Regions from separate parts of the Danio rerio genome. Here region 1 is linked to region 2. A link is a contact called in public Hi-C data. All regions are on one chromosome and are shown on one strand. Each heading gives the region's core, a stretch centred on a gene start, on an enhancer-like site or on the middle of the called end of the contact. The rest is flanking DNA. Distances are from core to core; before and after follow the strand shown.

Evidence for each region. Hi-C and Micro-C count contacts between places; a contact is called where the count stands out from the background.
Region 1: a contact with region 2 is called in a Hi-C map of embryo, with 4 times the contacts expected there. The contact joins two enhancer-like sites. A contact is called at or near these places in 8 of 18 Hi-C or Micro-C datasets (caudal fin, embryo, fibroblasts and 2 more) and 1 of 4 datasets of contacts at active chromatin or transcription factors (caudal fin).

Annotation. Positions count from the first base shown.
Region 1 is chr6:13,097,230-13,101,339 of GRCz12tu, forward strand. It overlaps tanc1a (tetratricopeptide repeat, ankyrin repeat and coiled-coil containing 1a), which reads right to left. Exons shown (of 27, transcript XM_005165845.5): 4 at 1,276-1,368. Among named protein-coding and RNA genes, the nearest start is that of tanc1a, 62 kb to the right of the region's middle. Within about 2 kb of position 1,437, at least 9 of the 62 cell types and tissues checked have an H3K27ac peak or open chromatin away from gene starts, as enhancers often do.
Region 2 is chr6:12,983,271-12,987,439 of GRCz12tu, forward strand. It overlaps wdsub1 (WD repeat, sterile alpha motif and U-box domain containing 1), which reads left to right. Exons shown (of 12, transcript NM_001077769.1): 10 at 1,726-1,905. Among named protein-coding and RNA genes, the nearest start is that of wdsub1, 17 kb to the left of the region's middle. Within about 2 kb of position 2,546, at least 4 of the 62 cell types and tissues checked have an H3K27ac peak or open chromatin away from gene starts, as enhancers often do.

The DNA of each region.
Region 1 (4,110 bases), core at 187-2,686, 110 kb after region 2:
TTAGTCATTAACTTGGAATTAGATTATGACTATGATTTTACTGGATATCATGCATTAACTAAAAGATTTACATCAGCTAAGATTAAAGTGTTTGTAGCTTCATAGTGAGTTTAGATAAATTAACTAATGTTAATTATAGGTGCTGTTATGAACACCACTGCAAATACAATGTGAATATTCTCAAAAAGCACTCTAAAGGTTTAACTAATAAATAATTATTTATGTTAATTTATGAGCCCACAATACCAATATTCATTAACACTGAAATATTAAATATCGGCATATCTCTATCTATTGCCAGATGCCATCCAGTTTTTCCTGGATGGACTTTTGGAACTATAAAAACACAAAACAACATTAAATTCTTCCCTATTTAAAGCTTTTTTTTCTCAATTTGACTTCTTTTTTGCTTTATTGTAACGTTCTAACATGACATTGTTTCACATTGCATGTTTAGTACCGCAATGCAGGGTTAACCCTGCGAAAGCAATGCTATCCAGGGCATCATAACACTGCATAAAAATCAGTGCTGACCCTAAATTATAAATCACAAGCCTGAAAAGTTCCTTTACCTGGAGTCAAAAGTGGCCTTTAAACTGATGTTAAGCTGCGGTTTAGTGCAATGTAAAAAGCCAGTACCTGTAAACCCTCCATATTTCACACAAAAATTCCTGAAATTAATTAGATTTACCAGTGCAGAGCTTAATGTTACCATCCTAACTGCATCACAAAACCAAAAACAACAAGAAAATCAGCTTGAACACTAGCACAAAGCTTAAACATCCAGAACTTTGCACAGATGAAGAATGCAAGCATTAGAAAAGAGCAAGATTAGACAGAAGTACACACCAAGTAAAAAAAAAAAAAAAAAGTAAGAGGGAGGGAGGAATGCGGTTTAATGGACTGCTGGATTTACCGAACTCTCAGCTGTAAATTCGTGTAACTCCCCACATCAGAAAAACACCATCCCTCAGTTTATGACAAGGGCAAATCTTACTCAGACTGTGGGGACTTTCCATTGACTATTATTTTCTTTTTTTATATATATATTTGGGCAATGCTAATTTACATCCCCTAAACTTAACCCTCACACAAAGCAGATTCTCTAATCAATCAATACAAATGTACATTCCGAAGACATTTGGTCCCCACGAAGTAACATCGCCTTACCCACACACAATGATCACTGCATAAACAAAAGCACACGTTGACTCAAAAGTGCAGACTATCAGAATTGTGCCACAGATTCTGACACACACAGAAGAAGTTACTCACCAGTATTGCTCTTCTTCCTGTTCTTCAGACTGCAGGTGACAGGAGCTCCGGGAACGCAAAGATTCTCCACATATTTGGGAGTCCTGATTGAACCTGCAGACAGAGTGAAAATGAGAGGAAAACCGGAGCTGAGAGAGTGAGAGAGAGAGAGAGAGATACACGCGCACACACAGAGAGACAGTTAAGTCTTTCCAGATGGGATTTTAAGGCTGGCGTTCTGAGCTGTGTGTGTGATGGTTGCGATCGGCTGTCCTGTACTCCCAGAGAGATTCCAGTATAAACGAGGAGTCTGTAATGATTTTAATCTCCCTGAGCAGTTTCTCCTGTGTCTGCTGAGTCAGAGTCGAGCTTTACTGGCATGACTGTCAACATGCACAACACTGCCAAAGCATGCAAATGACTTGTAATTTAGGGGGTGTAAAAAAGAAAGAAAAAAAAGAAAGAAATGGAAAGAAAATGAAAGAACAAAAACACAAAGCATTTAGTGAAATTTAAATAAATAATATATTTTTTGAACAATCTTTTTGATGAGATATGTGACAATATAACAAAAATGTTACAATATAACACATCACAATCATATTTACATCTTTGTTTATAATTTAAAATGAAAAACAACAAAAACAAACAAAAAAGATGATGAAAAAGAGGGGTTGGGGGCATCATAGATTATTCTTTAGGAAGAAATTGTTGAAAATACAAATCATCCATATACAAGATATGAGATCATCAATATGATAATGGTTTGATTAAATAAATCTTTCGGAAATAGGGCAATATGTAGATAGGCCAAGTCAGTGTCAACTTACACTCACCGGCCATATTAATAGGTACACCCTTACTAGTAGCGGGCTGGACCCCTTTTGCCTTTGCAACTGCCTTAATCCTTTTTAGCATAGATTCAACAAGGTACGAGAAATATTCCTCAGGGATTTTGGTCCATATTGACATGATAGCATCACGCAGTTGCTGCAGATTTTTCGGCAGCACATCCATCTCCCGTTCTACCACATCCCAGAGGTGCTCTATTGGATTGAGATCTGGTTACTGTGGAAACCCTTTGAGTACAATGAACTTATTATCATGTTCAAGAAATCAGTCTGAGATTATTTGTGCTTTATGACATGGTGTCTTATCCTGCTAAAAGTAGCCATCAGAAGATTAGTACACTGTGGTCTTAAAGGGATGAACATGGTCAGCAACAGTACTCAGATGGGCTGTGAAGTTGACATGATGCTCAATTGGTACTATTGGGCCCAAAGTGTGTGAAGAAAATATCCCCCACACCATTACACCACCACTACCAACCTGAACCGTTGATAAGGTTGGACGGAAGGATGGATCCATGCTTTCATGTTGCTGACGCCAAATTCTGACCATCCGAATGTCGCAGCAGAAATCAAGACTCATCAAACCAGACTATATTTTTCCAATCTTCTATTGTCCAATTTTGCTGAGCCTGTGAGAATTGTAGCCTCTGTTTCCTGTTCTTAGCTGACAGGAGTGGCACCTGGTGTGATCTTCTGCTGCTGTAGCCCATCCGTCTCAAGGATTGACGTGTTGTGCGTTCAGTGATGCTCTTCTTCATACCTTGGTTGTAACCAGTGGTTATTTGAGTTACTGTTGCCATTCTATATGACCATTCTCCTCTGACCTCTGGCATCAACAAGGCATTTGTGCACACAGAACTGCCACTCACTAGATATTTTCTCTTTTTCTGACCATTCAGTGTAAACCCTAGAGATGGCTGTGCATGAAAATCCCAGTAGATCAGCAGTTTCTGAAATACTCAGACAAGCCCACTTGACACCAACAACCATGCCATAATCAGTCACTTAAATCACCTTTCTTACCTATTCTGGTTCTCGGTTTGAACTGCAGCAGACCGTCTTGACTGTGTCTACATGCCTAAATGCATTGAGTTGCTGCCATGTGATTAACTAATTAGAAATTTGCATTAACGAGCAGTTGGACAGGTGTGTCTAATAAAGTGGCCAGTGAGTGTATCCTGTTTCGTTAAGCAAACTGCTGAAATTTGAATCAAAAGAAAAAAGATATATGAAGGGTGTCCGCATTTTTTTAAAAAGCAGTAAATTTGCCTTTTAACATGTATGAAATCTTTTCCATAGCTAAACAGAAGGACATATTATTGATCCACTATACAATAGATGGTATTTCCATTTTTTCTCCAATACAAAGCTATTAGAAGCTTTGCAATTTGATGAACTTATATTAATAAGTTTATGAGTGCTGTTGTGGCAATCAATATATTCATAAGTAATTTCCAAAATAAAGATTTCCGATTTCCTGGACAGTTTTACAGATACCATTTCAAAAAGGAACATAGCCACCTCTTTCCAAAATACCTGTACCTTTGAGCAATCCTACATACAGAGCAAAAAAGAAAAATAAGTAATATTAAAATTGCTTGTTGTTAAAGGGTTAGTTGAATTCCCAAAATTAAACATTTCCTCACACTTAAGTGGTTTCACACCATTATGAGTTCTTTTATTCTATTGAACACACACACACATACACAAACACTGTAACCACTGACTTGCATATTAGGAAATATATGGAACTATGGAAGTCAATGGTTACACGTTTTCAACATTTTTTAAAATAACTTCTTATGTGTCCAACAGAAATAATATACATGACTGCAACTTTTAAGCATCATTACTACTGCTTTCAATGAAAGCCCGTTCTTGCCACTAAATAAAGAATAACAAAAGGTTATTGTGACTTTTTATCTCAGAATTGTGTGAAATAAAATAAAATTTCTCACAATTGTGAGATGTAAACTCGAAATCTCGAAATCTTGAGATATTAAGT
Region 2 (4,169 bases), core at 1,296-3,795:
ATATTTCTTGCTTTTATTTAGAAGTTCTAGACAAATGTTTGATTTAAAATGTGTGTGTATATATATATATATATATATATATATATATATATATATATATATATATATATATATATATATATATATATATATATATATATATATATATGTATATATATATATATATATATATGTATATGTGTATATTAAAATAAATATTAAATCTAAAACACTTTTTCAAAAACTAATGATTACAGGACCAACATAAAAATAAAATGAAACATTCCCACGATGCTATTATTCATGTTTCTGTCTGTATCCATGTAATGGTGTGTAATATTGCACTAATATAAATTATGAATTTTTTTTACCGTAAGTGAAGTTTCTCAACTAATTTTGAGGGAAGCATGTAATATGATTGATCTTGGCTGGTCTCTCATCTGTAAGCATTGGTAAACCAGTCGGATTATTCCAAACTCTTTGTAAGCAGCCTGTCTATCATTACTCCCAATCCACCCCATTTCTCCCTTTTATACATTACAATTTAGAATTTAAAGTAATTAAATAGTAACTATATTAAGAACAAACCATTTCTTTGATAACTGGAAAGGAATATTTGAACCTGTCGGTTTACAATATACTGATGCCCTTTTTTAAGCTTTATTGGTGGAGCATATCAGTAGAGGACAAGCTAGCCAGACAGTAATGTGTCAATTGTGAAATGGGCTAAATCTAAAAAAAAATGTAAAAAAAAAAAAAAAAACATCTATCCTGATGCGTTAAAATTCGATTAGAAAATCTTGAATGGTTATAAAAGTCTTTATAATTATTAAAATAATGTATAAAAATCATTAGTTTAAAAATCTTAAAAGATATTAATGATATGACAGATCTGAAAACTTCCTACTTCTGTTTATCCGACTGATTTTACGGTCAGCTTGTTTTGACCCCTTGTCGTTTTGTCGTTTTAAAGAATAACTCTACAGTGAACGCATCAAGTATAAAAGCCTCATATCCGTTTCGTGAGGTGTGCATGGAGTCAGCGGAGGTCCTTGACGTGGCGCCATGCGAAAGTATAAATCAGGCTTTACCAGGGGGACCTCTCGAGAACTACCTGATCTCATACCCCCTTACATGCTCATTGACCAGGCGGGAGCCCTGGGTTCAATTATCTCTAAGCTCAGGGTTCTTTTCTGGGACAGCATGCCAAACCTGCTATTAGTATCAAGCAATACATAATGTGAACTGTTGAAACAATGTATTTTGTGATACCACAAATTAAACTATAAAGCATAATATAAAATGATAGATTTTTTATTTTACCCATATTATATATATCATCCAACACAAGCTCACTGCAACTCGGAACTTTTTGATTAAGTGTCTAATTCATATGAAATCCTGAAATCATATGAACTTATTCGTACAGTTTGCTTATCTCCTAATGATGGTTAGGTTTAGGGGTGGGCTTTGGTGCCACGCCTCCTCTTTAGAATCCACATTTTCATATGACTAAACTCATATGAATTAGCCACTAAACTGAAAAAAAATCTTTGTTTCCTCATGAGATCAGGCAGAAATCATCATATTGCACAGCCCTACTTTATAGTATTTATGTATTCCAAATCTCATTAATTTATTAATGCATGTAAATCAGATGTGATCTATTGTTCTGCTCTAACTCATTTTTAATGGGTAGGAGAGTATTGTGTCATTGACCCATACGCTGGTGATTCTGTCTCTCAGGCAGGAAGGCTTGTGGTCACTCCAGACTGATGGTGAGCGAATGGTCTGAGGAAGAGGTGTTGGCATGGTTACGAGAGGAGGGGCTGGAGGCCGTGACTGACGCATTTAAATCCAATAACATCGATGGAGAAGAGCTACTCTCTCTCAGCAAGGAGACACTCAGCTCTGACTTGCACATTGGTAAAATCATTCAGTGTGTTTTCTGTTCATGTCTTGCTGCATTCACCTTATTCTTTCATATAAGAGCCATTGGAACCTTATTTGCTGTTACAAACACTTCTATTGATTTTATTTATTTTTAGTCATAAAAACGGCTTATTATTTTGCTGCTTGATGATGCTAACTTGCATTATTTTTATGCATGGTCACAAACTCAATTGTTTGTCAGTAGTTTGAGTGATTACTTAAGTTTATTATTCCCAATCTTTTCCACATAGACAAATGAATCTGAAATAAGAGCATTGCAGAATGAGCTCGATACTGTATATTTGAGCAAAATATAACCATTTTATGTGAGGAGCCTCTTCCTTCCACAATGGAAATGTCAGGCTGACTGCTGAACAGCTGAGCCCAAGCCTCTTTCATTCATTTGAAAGCATCACTTCAGAGCTTGAAACAAAGGAAAACTGATTAGCTTCATTGAATTTCATAGTGTATTATGAGACATTGGACAGATAGAGTGTGATTACCTTCGTCTGCATTTCTTCTTCAGGTCAATCACCCCTTCGTAAAGCATTTTTTTGAATGCTCGCTGATGAAAGCAGTGTTTTAGGAGCCTTTCAGTGGTTTAGGGGGTTTCCATGACAACGCTGGTCAAAGCATGTGGCTGAATCTTAATAACAGCTTGCTTGTTTACAAACTTTCCCTGGCTCTTTTCAATATGAATGTGTGGTGGCATTTGAATGTACAAGTCACGCTATTAACTAATTAAGACTATTAGCGCGATAAACCATTAATTAGCTGCTGCAGAAGCTAGTAGTTGGGTTTATGTATTGGGTAGGATTAGAGATGTAGAATAAGATCTTAATAGGCAGGTAATAAAAGTTAATAGTTGCTAAAGTGTTACCAAACGTTTTTGCAACTCCTTACCCCAAAATCAGCATTAATAACACAGACCATTTCTGAGTACCAAATACTATTACTAAAAGTAGCATTACATTTTTGGTAATTTACAAAAGTTTGACCAAAACTTAAAATTCTGTCTTGCGGATGTTTTTGTGATGTGGTCATAATATTCTGGCTTATCCATCTTTTCTTTTTCTCTGGCTTTACCTGACAAAAGTCTTATCGCCTATCCAAGTTTTAGAAACACCAAATAATAACTTGACTTCTATTTGATCATTTAGTATCAGAAGTGGCAAAGGCCTCTAGATTACACTTATTTTAGCAGAATAAAATATGATCATGTCTTGATTTTTAATTATTTAATTAGGACAATAAGGTCTTACTTTGCTTAGACAAAAGTCATGTCACTTAACAGAAATAATACAGTACAGTGTAGAGTATAAAGTCATGCTGCAGTGCAAAAAAATAAAAAATATTGTGGATGACTCTTATGAGCTTGGAGGACTGAACCCATACATCTCTGCAATCACTCAAATAAATTATCAATAAAGTCATCTGAAATGACAAAGAAAGTGTTCTTGCAGGACTCCCAGAGTTCATCAAGATTCTTTGGATTCATCTTTAATGCCTCCTCCTTCATCATACCTCAGACTTGCTCAGTAATGTTCATATCTGGTGATTAGGCTGGCCAATCCTGGAGCACCTTGACCTTTTTTGCTTTCATGATTTTTGATGTGGATTTTTGATGTCTCACACGCCCCCATACTGAATGGAACCCCAAACCATGATTTTTCTTTCACCAAACTTGACAGATTTCTATGAGCATCTTTGGTCGATGCGGGTACCAATAGGTCTGCAGTATTTGTGATGATTGAGATGCAGTTGAATAGATTCATCAGTTAAATCTACCTTCTGCCACTTTTCCAAATGGTCAACTAGAAGTTAAGTTATTATTTTTTGCTCTTACAACTGGAATTGACAATAAGAATTTTGTCTGGTAGTGTAAATACAGTATAGTGCCTCAGACATGTATCACAATATAATAATAGTGCAGGAATGACCTTAACTTCAGAATTGTGCCGATGTCATGCAGAATTATATAAAACCCACATGGATTTTCCTGTGTATACATTACCTAACAGCAAATCTTGATTGAGTTTTGAGGAAAAATAATGGAAAGTGGCCAAAATAAGAACTAATCCTAGAGATTGTGGGGAATGTAAACACGGGATTTGTTGAGTTATATAAAGCACTTGTCTGTTTTGCTGTCCAGAGGAGAGTTTGTGTGCATTTAAGCTGATTATTTCTGCTTCAGTCCTAAAAACCAGCAGCTATTTACATAAGAAATCCTTTCCCGATGTGCACTTCCAAAAATAAAA